Regions from separate parts of the Zea mays genome. Here region 1 is linked to region 2. Evidence: chromatin contacts called from public Hi-C data. All regions are on one chromosome and are shown on one strand. The core of a region is the stretch at or near the end of the contact, and the rest is flanking DNA. Distances in the headings are between cores, read along the strand shown. Region 1 holds the start of LOC100217133 (purple acid phosphatase). Region 2 holds the start of LOC100285395 (tetratricopeptide-like helical).

Region 1 (6,897 bases), core at 3,282-5,781, 130 kb after region 2:
TATTTAGACAATAATTGATCAAAAGTTGGGCCGGCTTTAACCAACCGACCAGCTGCCTTGAATGTATTTGTTTTCCACGTACCTATCTCTGGTCGTCGTGGTTTAAAAGTACGTGGACGTTGTGAACCCTGAGTACGGCCGGACCGTCCGCCGGAGCTCTCCGGACCGTCTGGTGGGGTCCCGGACCGTCCGCGCCTACGTGCCGGACCGTCCGGGATACGCAGCACGGGTTCCTGCATCTGTCTCCCTGTCTGCGCTTGCCCCCCCAGTACTGGAGGCTGTGATGGTCACCTTTAGGGTCTCCCCTCCATCGGGAGTCTTCTCGGCCACCACTTTCCTGCAAGAAACTTTACGATCCCCATCGGCCTCTTTAGAATTGCCGATGATTGTCTCTTTACCTTTGTCTTTATCGGCTATGTTTGGCCGAACTAGGACTTTCTTGCCCTCGAAGTCAATCATGTTCATCGGAAAGGGCTCTGTATCCACCTGCATTTCCTGAAATTTCAATCGTACTTCATTAATGGCCGATTGAATCTGTCGCCGAAATACATTACAATCATTAGTGGCATGAGAAAATGAGTTATGCCACTTACAGTACGCACGACGTTTTAGCTCGTCGGCGGATGGAACAGTGTGATTTATTTTAATATTGCCATTTTTGAGTAACTCGTCAAATATTTTATCACACTTACTGACATTAAACGTAAACTTAACCTCCTCTTGCCGCTTCTTTTGAACCGGCTGCAAGGAGGGACAAGCCGAAGATTTGGCCTGTTTTGGCCAAACCATTTCAGCAGCATACACTTCCGCTGATTCGTCATCCGAGCTACTTTGGTCCCATTCTACTATATGTACGTTGTGATGCATTGTTTTAGCAGTTTCTTTGCTCCGGCTTTCGCAAGCCAAAGCTCTCTGGTGTAACTGTGCTAGCGTAAAAAATTGGATGCCTTCTAATCTTTCTTTTAAATAATATCGTAAACCATTAAAGGCTAATCCTGCTAGCTGTTTTTCTGCTAAATGAATTTGGAAGCATCGGTTTCTTGTATCTCGGAATCTCCGGATGTAATCATTAACTGATTCATCTTTTGCTTGTCGTAATGACACTTAGTCTACCAAATCCAACTCATAGTCACCGGAGAAAAAATGATCATGAAATTTTTGTTCTAAATCCCCCATGATGAAATGGAATTAGGAGGTAAAGTGGCGTACCATGCAAACGCAGTTCCTGTTAAAGATAATGAAAATAAACGTACGCGAAACGCCTCTGTGTCGGCCAACTCTCCTAATTGTGCTAGAAATTGGCCTATGTGTTCACGTGTGTTCTTTCCTTGATCACCCGAAAATTTTGTGAATTCGGGTATCCTGGTTCCCTGTGGGTATGGGTGGTGATCAAATCGGCTGTCATAAGGTTTCCGATATGATTGCCCCCCAGGGACCATGCTTACTCCGAGCTTATCTCGGAACGCCCCGGCTATTTCTTCCCTTACTATATCAATGGCAGCCGGTGCGAGACCACCGGCTCTCTGGTCAAACAAAAGTGGGATTGGCTGGATATTAGCATGTTGTCTTTCCCCACATTGGTTTGAGTTACGTGGTGCATTTCCATTTGCCCTATATGGCTCATAGGTTTGATCGTTTCTTTCCGGCCTTCTAGGTGGGGCCGGAAAGCTTTCCTGGGCTCTGGATCCTGAATTAATGGGCTGGTGCATTGCATAGTGTGATGGGAAGTGTTGCTGGGACGGGCGAGGATTCAGGTAATAATCCTCCTCAAAAGACTCATGCGCGGACTGTCTGGACATTGGCCCGGACCGTCCGTGATTATGTGCGGACCGTCCGTCGTTGTACGCGGACGGTCCGACTGGGTAGTTTAGATTCTGTGTCGTGTGTGGTGGTTCGGGCGCATATCTAGGTAACTCATTAAAAATCGGCCCGACTGTTGTTGGTCCGGACGGTCCGTGCTCACGTGCGGACGGTCCGGGCATGTGTAGATCGGCTGATTTGCTGCCGATTTGCGGTTGCTCAGGGTATGTGTCTATCGACATCCCATAAAGGGGTTGTGACTGGTCGTGACAACCTGTAGCCGATGTGTTACGCGTGTTACCTCCTAACTCAACCTCGTGCGAAGGAAAATTTGTGATACTAGATTTATCAAATGCACGTACTAGTCTCTTAAGATCGCTTTGCATACCCCCTATGATGTTCTGCATTTGTTCACGCTGATCTTCTACATAATTTCTAAGAGATTGCAGATCGTTGGTATTACTTACATTGGGGATATCTGGCGTGGGTTGGAGCGAAGCCGGATCCGTCGCCCGATGTCGGACGACCTTGTTGTTCCTGTCCACTTTGAAGTTGGCCAAGAACTTTGCTTTCGCCTCCTGGATCATCCGCTCCTTGTGCTCCTCGAACTGGATCTGCTCGTCAGCCGGCAAGGTTTCCCAAGTCGGCTCTATGATGTTGCTTGGAGAAATATCAGAGCTATCCCTTGAACCGGCCATTGAGGGCCGATTTGATGAGCTTAGATATGTATGTCCCCAGCGGAGTCGCCAAAAAGTATGTTGACACTTTTTCGGAGCGCCAAATACTCAAGAAGAACCGGCGGCGGTGCTCTCTGGTCAGGCGCGGACGGTCCGCGGCCTAGGGCCGGACGGTCCGCGACCTGGCGCAGGGACTAGGGTTTCCTGTCTGACGGCCGGACGGTCCGCGCGTGCGCAGGGGCGACGGAAGATTGCCGGCGGCGCCTGGATCTCGCTCCCGGGAGGGACCCCGTCGGGGAGGAGAGATCCTAGAGATTGTCTAGGCTCGGGCCGGCCGACCTAGACTCCTCTAATCGGCGTAGAGTCGAAGAGAGGCGAAGGATTTGGGGATTGAGAGGCTAAACCTAAACTAGACTAGAACTACTCCTAGAATAAAATGCGAAATAGAAGTTGTATTGATTCGATTGATTGTTACAAATCGGTCGTAGGCCTCTCTTTTTATAGAGGAGGGGGGCTGGACCCTTTACACGACCGGATTCCGAGCTAATTCCGCGAATATAGCTAACAAACATAGCACAAAACTCGGAACCCTAATCTACTCTGCGCGTGCGCAGATCGTCCGGCCCACAGCCGCGGACCATCCGGACCGCGGATCGTCCGACCTCAGGGCCGGACTGTCCGCACCTCAATTTTGTGCTCAACACACCTCTAACCAAACAAGCACTCAAGTTGGGGCTCATAAGATGTCCTTTCTGTATAGGCATATTTTTCATGGGCACCCGTGCTAGGGGCACTGACACAAACCTTTTTCTAAGTTGTCGTATAGGATGATGAAATGAAAAAAAAAAGACTACTTCAGCAAACCTCCTGCTCTATATTCTTCCCAATCTATGAAAGAAAGGAGGACTAGCACCGAATTTTCTCAATCCGCTTTCTTTTGGTCACAAGAGGAAGGACACATTAATATGCTTTGATGGCACTGCCGCCGCACGGTCGCCTTCTCGCCATGACGGACGGAGAGGAAGGAAAGAAGAGAGAGAGGAAAGGAGAGACCATCATGGTGTTTTGGCTGCACTGCAGCCACGCGGTCGGTCACCTTCTTACCGTGACCAAGGGAGAGGAAAAAGAAAAAAGAGAGTGATGCCAGAGATCCCTCAATCCCACGTAAGAAAAGGGGATGGAGTTTGTCAATCTGCTGTTATGAGCTTTCTCATCTGAAATTGAGTCTTCGCAATCCTCTATGTTAACCTTTTCTAAACTCTCTATATTAACTTGCTCCTACTATTATTGGCACGTGCATGCAATGCTTTTCAAATTATATGTCATGTCGTAACCTATGTTTGTTAAAGCATCTCTAACAATGTGTCCTATAAAAATATCCTATAACTTTAAAATAAATATATTTTATATGATTTAGGGCACCAACAAAATATTTTGATTCAACAATAAAATCATAATTCAATATTATAAGACAGTTCCCTTGATATAGTATATTTAAGGCACTTGAGAGGTTGCGTTATAAGTTTTTTGACAAAAACTTATAAAATGAGATACTATTTGAATAGTTTTTTTTCCATGTGTAGAGCTCTATATTTAAAATTTAAGATACTATTTTGAAACATTGTTGAAGATGCTTTTAGAGAATAGCAACAAAAAAATGATTGATCATGGCATTAAGATTGTCACCTCAAATAAAGCGCGCTCTACTGATAACGATATATGCTCTCTCTTTAAGTCATGGTCGTGCAATGAGCATCGTTATTCGCCATCGCCATCGCTATCCGATCCAGACCGCGGAGGGAAGATAGGGTACAGGTCAAATTGTGCGGGCATTCATTCTCGTTCACACGGCCGGAGACGCATTATTCGACCCGCCTCCATCTTCAGTCCCTTGCCCATGCATGATCAAGACAGATGCTCCAAAACTGGCTTCAAAGTCAGCCGCTTGCAACTCCCTCCCCGGCCGGCCCTTGCTTTATTCAAATGCACGAGGCGTGCGTGCGTGCGGCTAAATATATAGGAGCAGCAGCTTCATCATTCTAATAATCGGTGTCAACTACGGTTGATGGTGTTTGTACAGGGATTCGCGGCCCCGTACCGTACGCCAAAGCACAATCCATGGGATATTCCCCGCAAATTTCGGTTTTTTTTAACTAGACCGACTGGATCAGTTGAAGCACAAGGAGGAAACAGTTGCTAGCCCAAACCCAAACCTAGAGCTCGTTATTAGGGGGAGTTGTTGCATCTTCTGTGTGACTGTGTGTATATATATCTCCGGCCGTGGGCGGTGGCGAGTTCTGTTGAGGGAGGAGAAGGGGGTGGCCAGAGAAAACAGGGGCAGAGGAAGCAGAGTAGTAGAGCCAAGGCGAGCGTATCAATGATGGGGCCTCTGCCTCTCCGCCGCCGCGTGGGCGTCCTCCTGTTCCTGGCCCTCGTGCTCCTGGGCGGCGGCGGCGGCGCGGACGCCGGCACGACGAGCTCGTACAGGCGGAAGCTGGAGGCGACGGTGGAGATGCCGCTGGACGCCGACGTGTTCCGCGTCCCGCCGGGGTACAATGCGCCGCAGCAGGTACCAGATTCCCTCCCCGCCGCCGTCGCTCCTGGCCACTCGCGTCGCATGCCTCTTTTTTCTCCTTTTTTTTTTCTCAGCAACCGATGGATGGATGGATGGATGGGTTGGGCATGCGCAGGTGCACATCACGCTGGGCGACCAGGAGGGCACGGCCATGATCGTGTCGTGGGTGACGGCCAGCGAGCCGGGCAACAGCACCGTCGCGTACGGCGAGGACCCGGCGAGGATGGAGCGCCGCGCCGACGGCGCCCACACGCGCTACGACTACTTCAACTACACCTCCGGCTTCATCCACCACTGCACCCTCAGAAACCTCAAGGTTCACTTGTTTGTTTGTCCACAGCCATTCTTCCATCTCTTGTGTATTTTACTGATGGCCGCCGTGGATGGCTTGCTGCAGCACGCCACCAAGTACTACTACGCCATGGGGTTTGGCCACACGGTCAGGACCTTCTGGTTCACCACGCCGCCCAAGCCGGGCCCTGATGTGCCCTTCAAGTTCGGCCTCATCGGTACGCGGCCGATCATTGTTTCCAACGTCTTACTGTTTCTTCGCCATAAAAATCTCATCTATTGTTTCCAACGTCTTACTGTTTCTTCGCCATAAAAATCTCATCTACTCGTAAAGGTAAATATTTTCTAAAAGGATGACAATGGGATTTTTTTTTGAACCGAAGTATAGTGTACTAGTAGAAAATTACAGCTCAAGTCGACAAAAAAAAAACCGAGGTTGTTCTTGTTCCAATAGTCTAATCTGGAATCGACGAGCTGATTGCGGTCGACGCATCCAATGGTCAATGTCCCATAAATAAATACTAGTACTAGTTTATTTACCAATGCAGATTATATATACTAATGTCTCAATCCTATCCATGATTTTTATCTGAAAGAAAAGGGGATCTTGCTACCACTGGACTAATAATAGTGTCATGGCCGCCTGTTGCCATCTGGACGTCAACCGCAACGTGCAATTAATCAAAGCTTGAGAACGCCGTGTAGACCAGGGATTCATGGACGCCTAGCTGCCGAGGACTCTGATGACTGACTGACTGACTGATGCTGAATAATGCAGGCGACCTTGGGCAGACGTTCGACTCCAACATCACGCTGTCGCACTACGAGTCCAACGGCGGCGACGCCGTGCTGTACGTGGGCGACCTCTCGTACGCCGACAACCACCCGCTCCACGACAACAACCGGTGGGACACGTGGGCGCGGTTCGTGGAGCGCAGCGTGGCGTACCAGCCGTGGGTCTGGACGGCGGGCAACCACGAGCTGGACTTCGCGCCGGAGCTGGGCGAGACCACGCCGTTCAAGCCCTTCGCGCACCGGTACCCGACGCCGTACCGCGCCGCCGGGAGCACGGAGCCCTTCTGGTACTCGGTCAAGGTCGCCTCCGCGCACGTGGTCGTGCTGGCCTCCTACTCCGCCTACGGCAAGTACACGCCGCAGTGGGCGTGGCTGCAGGCGGAGCTGGCGCGCGTGGACCGGAAGACCACGCCGTGGCTCGTCGTGCTCACGCACTCGCCCTGGTACAACAGCAACAACTACCACTACATGGAGGGGGAGACGATGCGGGTGCAGTTCGAGCGCTGGCTCGTCGACGCCAAGGTCGACCTCGTGCTCGCCGGCCACGTCCACTCGTACGAGCGCAGCCACCGCGTGTCCAACGTCGCCTACGACATCGTCAACGGCAAGTCCACGCCCGTCCGGAGCGCCGACGCGCCGGTCTACGTCACCATCGGCGACGGCGGCAACATCGAGGGCATCGCCGACAACTTCACGCGCCCGCAGCCGGGCTACTCCGCCTTCCGGGAGGCCAGCTTCGGCCACGCCACGCTAGACATC
Region 2 (6,306 bases), core at 3,592-6,091:
TTCTTAAAGGACCTTCGGCGACGAAGCAGACCCCCAACAGACGGTGGAGCATTTTAGTTGGTCAATATTTTATTAACAACGCTTAACTTACTAATTGTAAGCGTGTCCCAAAATCCCAACTAATCATAAGCATATGATTATATCTCAAAAGCACTTAAGGGAAACCATTTAAGCAATCCATTTAAAAATCATCGGATCACAATTTATTCTCCATCTTTAAGTTTAGTTATCATGTAAGGGTCCAGGTTGCTCTTAATCGTGAGCACGACTGACATATCAGTTTTACACTCAGCAGAGGTGGTACAACTTTATCCACAAGCCATGTATCCCCTTTAGCCTGGGTTGTACGGACCCTTAAACACTGTCGAGGTGAATGACTAGTGATCCATTATGAGGCTTTCACAAAATATCCTTAGTATAAAGCTACCCGCTAAGGTTTCCACGTCAGTATTGGTGACCCTCTAGGGGAGGTAACTTAGCCAAGACTACCACCCCATCTTAACGGATCTGCCACCAAACCACAACCGCCTCCTCTTGCCCATCTTTCAGGTAGGGTTGCTAAACACTAAATCTATAAAGCTATTTACCAAAGCCAGAGCCATGATAGCACTCGTGGTTGCACTGTTTTCCTGGGAGGTCACTCCATATTCCGTTTAGATACAACATGATCTTGATTAACCATCGAGTTATCGTCATAATACAAATTTCATTTTCGAAACAATAGTATCATTAAAGAGTGACATCATAATGATTAAGTTGAGCAGTAACACAATTACTAAGCATAGTATCTATCCCAAGGTAATCAAGGAATAGGGTTCGTATTTCTAGGTAATCCTATTTAGGCAAAACCCATCAAATTTATGCAAATATCCAAAAATAAATATTATTGTATGCATTATTTGGGTACAATAAGAAATTGAGAGGGGGAATCCACTTGCCTTGGTCAAAGGTGTCATGAGGATCGTCTTCAAACGTATTTTGGTCTTCTACCACGAAATCAGCTTCTAATATAGATTCACATAGCGTACATACAAAAGAAAACATACACTAAATAAATAAACATACACCATTACATGAATAACATACACCATTACATGAATAAATATACACTATTACATGAATAGACATATACCGAAGAGACCATACTTATAAAAAGAAGATGTCTAGAATAAAACCTAATTCGTAACCCTAATATAGATTTACTAATATTGACATCCATCTCATTTGTTATGACATAAAATATAAATTCTACTTTGGGTTATCACTAGTGAAAGCTATATGGCAAGTGGATTATGAAAGTACTTTACATAACATAACGTAGATGTAGTGATTTAACCAATTCTACGGAAATAGATTAATTATCAATTAATTATTTCTACCATGAACATGGGTCTCATTTTAGTTTTATCTTTTCTTTATGAAAGAAAATGACATCTTGTTATCTAGAGGCCAACTAATTCTATTATTAAGAGAATTAAATTAAACCACTGATTTAGCTATTCTATTTGAATTATCATGGACATGGGTACCACTTATATTATCTCAGTGTTAATGGAGACTCCATTATTTATTTAGTAGATCTAAATTAAGTATATGATCCTATGAGCACAAACATTTCGACTAAATTCTAAAGTTCATTAAAAACAAGATTAACTGTGAAATTACTCATCTAGTATTTTGTGAGTGATATGTGGTTTACCAAATCCTGTCATTCTTTATTCTAAACATAAATTCTAAAATAATCATACACAAATTAACATATACAATGTAACAGATAATAGGACATCAATCCATCACATACACTCAATATTAATCGTTTAACATCCACAAGATCTCCAAATCATAGTATATACAAATTTAATCAAATCGTTACAGAAATCATGAACTAAATCAAACATGATTTTAAAAATATAAAAATCTATGTCGTCTTCAACCTTGCTCACGGGTCCGTGCGCAGTGAAGAAATCAAAGAATGGAGGGGGTCGATCACGGCGAGCTAGGGCACGGACGGCGGCGAGGCGAGGACGCGGCCGGGGCAGGGCACGGCCGAGGAGGGCGCGACCAGGGTGCAGGGCTCCGGCGAGCGACGGCGCTCCGGCGGGCAACGTCGACGAGGAAGAGAGGAGAGAGTGCGGGTGGGGGAGGAGCGAGCTCAGCGGCAGGGGGCTGGCTCCAGGGGGCGCGATCGGGTTTTATAGAGAGGAAGAGGGAGGAGGGAGGCGCCAGGGGAGAGGGAGAGCGGGCGGCCACCATTAATGGCACCAGCGGTTTCTCCATCAACGGGGGAGAGGAAAAGGGAGGGGCGCGACCATTTCTGATGTGGGAGGCGAGGGCCGCGACGTGGGGGCGTGCGCGAGCCGGCGTGGCGGCGATGCAGCCGAGCGCCCGCGCGGCTGGGGCATTAGGGCTGCGGGTGGGGCCCACGGGTAAGGGGGAGAGGGAGGGCCGGGGGAGTGGGGGCGCAGGTGGCGGATTGAGCCTAATGGGCCAAATTGGCCAATTCGGCTAAGGTTTCAAATTTTGTTTTTTATTTTTTTATATCCCATAAAATATAAATAAATATATTTTTAAATATTTTAAAAATCATAATAATTATACCAAAATTATTTATAATTAAAATATTTATTTTTGGGCCAAAGTTCCTATACTAATTAATTGTTTCACATAAAAGAAATTTTATGAATAAAATCATCAATGAATTATGAGCAAACAAAAATCATTCTCTAAAGATAAATGAGATCAAGCACTTGATTTAAAATTTTACTTTACTTTCTACTAAGTTTTAAATGACTATTATTATATTATTTTAATTGATGGATTTATGGTGTTACACAACTAGAGGAGGCCAACGACCAGGGTGAATTAGGATTGGTGTAGGCTCTTTGATGCCATGTTGGCCAGTATAAAAATAATATGTATTGGGGGGCTACAATATATACACAAGCCTAAGATATCAGCTAAGTAGAAGGCCTCAGAGCCGGGCTATAGGCTCATACATATATAGATAGAGACAATACAGTCCAACAAGTTAGATAAGTATGCAAAAAAAATCACAACCATCTGTATTGCACTTCAAAACTAAATGTTTGTTATTTGCATTGCATTGTACTTCAGAACTAAAGTGCATGAAAACGTAAGGGCTAGTACACATTGCATCCTGAAACACCCTTCTATTGTTGGCACACCTCAAGACATCGATACTGAAACCTCACCGATTGGATATTTGCTGGTCAACCTCAACAATCTCTTGGTTTCCACATCCATGGCCACCTTATCCTGCTCCATGCGTTCGTCAACTATCAGAGGCATGAGCTTGGCCTCTGCATAAGTGCGCAAGACTGAGTTGTACATCTCAGTGGTAACATACTCTGCATCCCGGAATATGACCAGGAGCTTCTCTGCAGCTTCAATGTCACCTGTCTTCTCGATCTGAGAAAAGATCGCGGTAGCGAGCTCATGGTTCGGCTCCCATTTCTCCAAGCATGACAGGGCTTTCTTCATGCACTCAAGGACTTTGTCCGTCTTGTCACCGAGATAACCCCAGACGAATGCCTCCCATGTGCTATAGCTGGGCTTGACTCCTTTCTCCACAATGTGGTCAAGAAAGCTCTCTGCCTTTTTTATCATGCCATTCTTGATGTAATATGAAAGGATCGTGTTTGGGATCCTTGAATCACGTGTTCCAGATGTTGATTCCCACTCACTAAAAATGCTTTCTGCTGCTGCTATGTCGTCAAACCTCAAGAGGGAAGTGAGCATGCACTTGTACTCTGTGTCACTGAACTTCCTGAAGGTTCCTCTCATCTTATTCCATACTCTGTCCAAGTTACCTCTATCTGACAAGCTTGCATACAGGGTGAGGAGCGATGAGTAAGCAGCTCGCTCCTTCCTGGAGGCCCTCTTCTCCATCTCCACCAACGCGTTCCGACCTTCCACATGGAGTCCGGCGTTGATGTAAATGCTACCGAGCAAGCTGAAGGTCATCCAATCAGGAACCACGCAGTCATCCTTCATCAGACCAAAGACCTTTTCGGCACTCTTCACGCTGTCCTTTTTGGAGCAGTATGTCAGCCATATGTTGTAGGTAACGAGGTCGGGGAGTGTGTACCTCCTTAGCTCCTTGATCATTTCTGGCACCCGCTCGAGCTCACCAGTCGCCATGTAGAGCGACATCATGTGGTTGAAGGGCAGGGCACAGGTGAGGTACCCAACACGGGCCATCTCCGCCAGCATGGCCTCGGCCTTCTCTCTTGCGCCATTCTGTACGTACGCGTGCAGCAGCGCGTTGCAGGTGGACGGCCCCTTGGCGCGCTCCGGCATGTCCTCGAAGAACTTGGTGGCACTGGCGAGTCCCCTGACCTTGGCGACGAGGTCAAGGTGCACCGCGTGATCCCCCGGAAGCAGCCGCATCTCCGGCTGGGTCCGCATCCACTCGCATATCTGCATTTTGAGCGCGGGACGAGCAGGGTCACGTCAGGAACCAGGTTGGCAATACATCGAGCAGGAGGCGAGCGTTCCGAAGCGTCGGCGGTGGAGACGTGGACAAGGGTTGGGTGGTGTACCTCCAGGGCGTGCTTGAAGCGACCGTACTTCCGAAGCTCCCTGACGACGCGGTTGAGCTGGTACTTCTGCACGGTGCGGCCTTCGTCCGCCCACCGCTGCAGCACCACCACCGCGCTCCGCTTCGGGTAGATGAGCTTCAGCAGGCGCTTCCCTAGTGTGTCGCCACCCGCGTGACCGCCTCGGGCGGAGGCGGAGGACGCCGCAGAGAACAGCCTACCGCCGTCGGGGGCCGCGAGTCGGCGCGCAAGCATGGTTTGGTCGGCAGGCCAAGGCTTCCTCGCCGGCCGAATGAGAGAGTGAGGCCCTAAAAAATTCGTCGGGCTGTGGAGGACGGTTTTTTAAGCGGGTGCCCTCACTTTTGTTGTATTTTTTAAGCTAGTGCCTTAGTTTTGATAGTGTCCTTATTTTATCATAGGTCGTGTTTTTTTTCAAAGGAATGGCCTTCAAGTGCTATATAGCAGAAGGCCAAAGCTGAGAAACAAAAGTTCTTTACACGATGTGGTGTTTGGTTTTTAAGAATTAATGTTTAGTTTCTTCATTTAATTCTATTTTAGTCTTTAGATTACTAAATATAGAAAATAAAATAGAGTTTTAGTCTCTAAGTTGCTAAATACGGAAACAAAAATATTTTATATTTAGCAATTTAGAGACTAAAATGGAATAAATTGGAGGGACTAAAATTCAGTACCTAGAAACAAAATACCCCTTAGTCAACCTCCTAAACTTTAGTTCCTTCAAATTCTTTGAACACCTATTTTAGTCATATCATTTGGTATTTTAATGATTAAAAATAACTAAAATTAAGTCACTAAAGTTTAGAATATGGGAACTAATTACCCTCTAGTCTTTCAAAGGATATGTTGGGGACTTGTTCTTAAATGCTATGAGTTAAGAACAAGGCAACACAAAAAATGTTAAATGTTAATGCCCTTCGTCCTCCGAGACATTATTTCCCTTAGAATATAATGATCTCCAGACGAAGGTAATGAAGGACATAACTTCATCATTGCAGTATACGATAATAAAAGGAGAATAACATGGAATGTAAGAGATAACATGAACAATTATGTAATATTATCAGCTCATTTCTATTTTATTATCATGGAAAAATAGAAATAATATCAAATGTACCTTCGGCTTGATAAAAGGTAAGAGTACAAGTGTGATGCACGAGCAAATGCAAGTCAGCGTGAACAGTACGGGGGTACTGTTCATCTATTTATAGGCACGGGACACAGCCCATGTGAAATTACATCCATGCCCTTTACATTTGCTAATGACTATAAGGTAATTCATCGAGGTCTAAATAGCCTTTTCCCCTTTGAGTCGGTTCCCTTTCCTGCTGTCATGCCGAAGGTCCCTTGCGCATAGCTTCGGCGCTGCATCAATCTTCGTATTGTTCGTGTTTCTCCCACTGTGGTTCTGATCCGAGTACGAAGGTACCTGTTCATGTATTACAACTCTGGAAACATTGTTAAATCATGTTTTTGAGGACCTTCGGAAGGCGAAGGCCCTAAGCCGAAGCTCCGAAAAAACACCTTCCCTTTGCTAGAATAGCAGCAGTCAATGACAGACGGGGCCCTCCAACTTGGAGCGCACTGGGCGTATAAATAAGAACTCACCTCGAGCACATTTGGTACGTTACTTGCCGCCTGCTTTGTTTTGCTCAATTTTTTAGCTCTTGCTTACCAACACTTGCTTAGTTTCATAGACTTTCTAAGCTTCGGTTCTAAGGACACATTT

The links. Hi-C and Micro-C count contacts between places; a contact is called where the count stands out from the background.
Region 1: a Hi-C map of leaf shows a contact between it and region 2, with 4 times the contacts expected there. The contact joins the promoter of LOC100217133 here to the promoter of LOC100285395 in region 2. A contact is called at or near these places in 3 of 25 Hi-C or Micro-C datasets (ear, leaf and tassel).

The regions. Positions count from the first base shown.
Region 1 is chr10:27,922,971-27,929,867 of Zm-B73-REFERENCE-NAM-5.0, forward strand. LOC100217133 (purple acid phosphatase) reads left to right here and starts at 4,532. Exons shown (of 4, transcript NM_001143501.1): 1 at 4,532-5,046; 2 at 5,168-5,368; 3 at 5,450-5,561; 4 at 6,122-6,897. The coding sequence starts at 4,855.
Region 2 is chr10:27,794,615-27,800,920 of Zm-B73-REFERENCE-NAM-5.0, forward strand. LOC100285395 (tetratricopeptide-like helical) reads right to left here and starts at 4,842. Exons shown (of 2, transcript NM_001158288.1): 1 at 4,563-4,842; 2 at 3,000-4,440. The coding sequence starts at 4,814. The coding sequence ends at 3,187.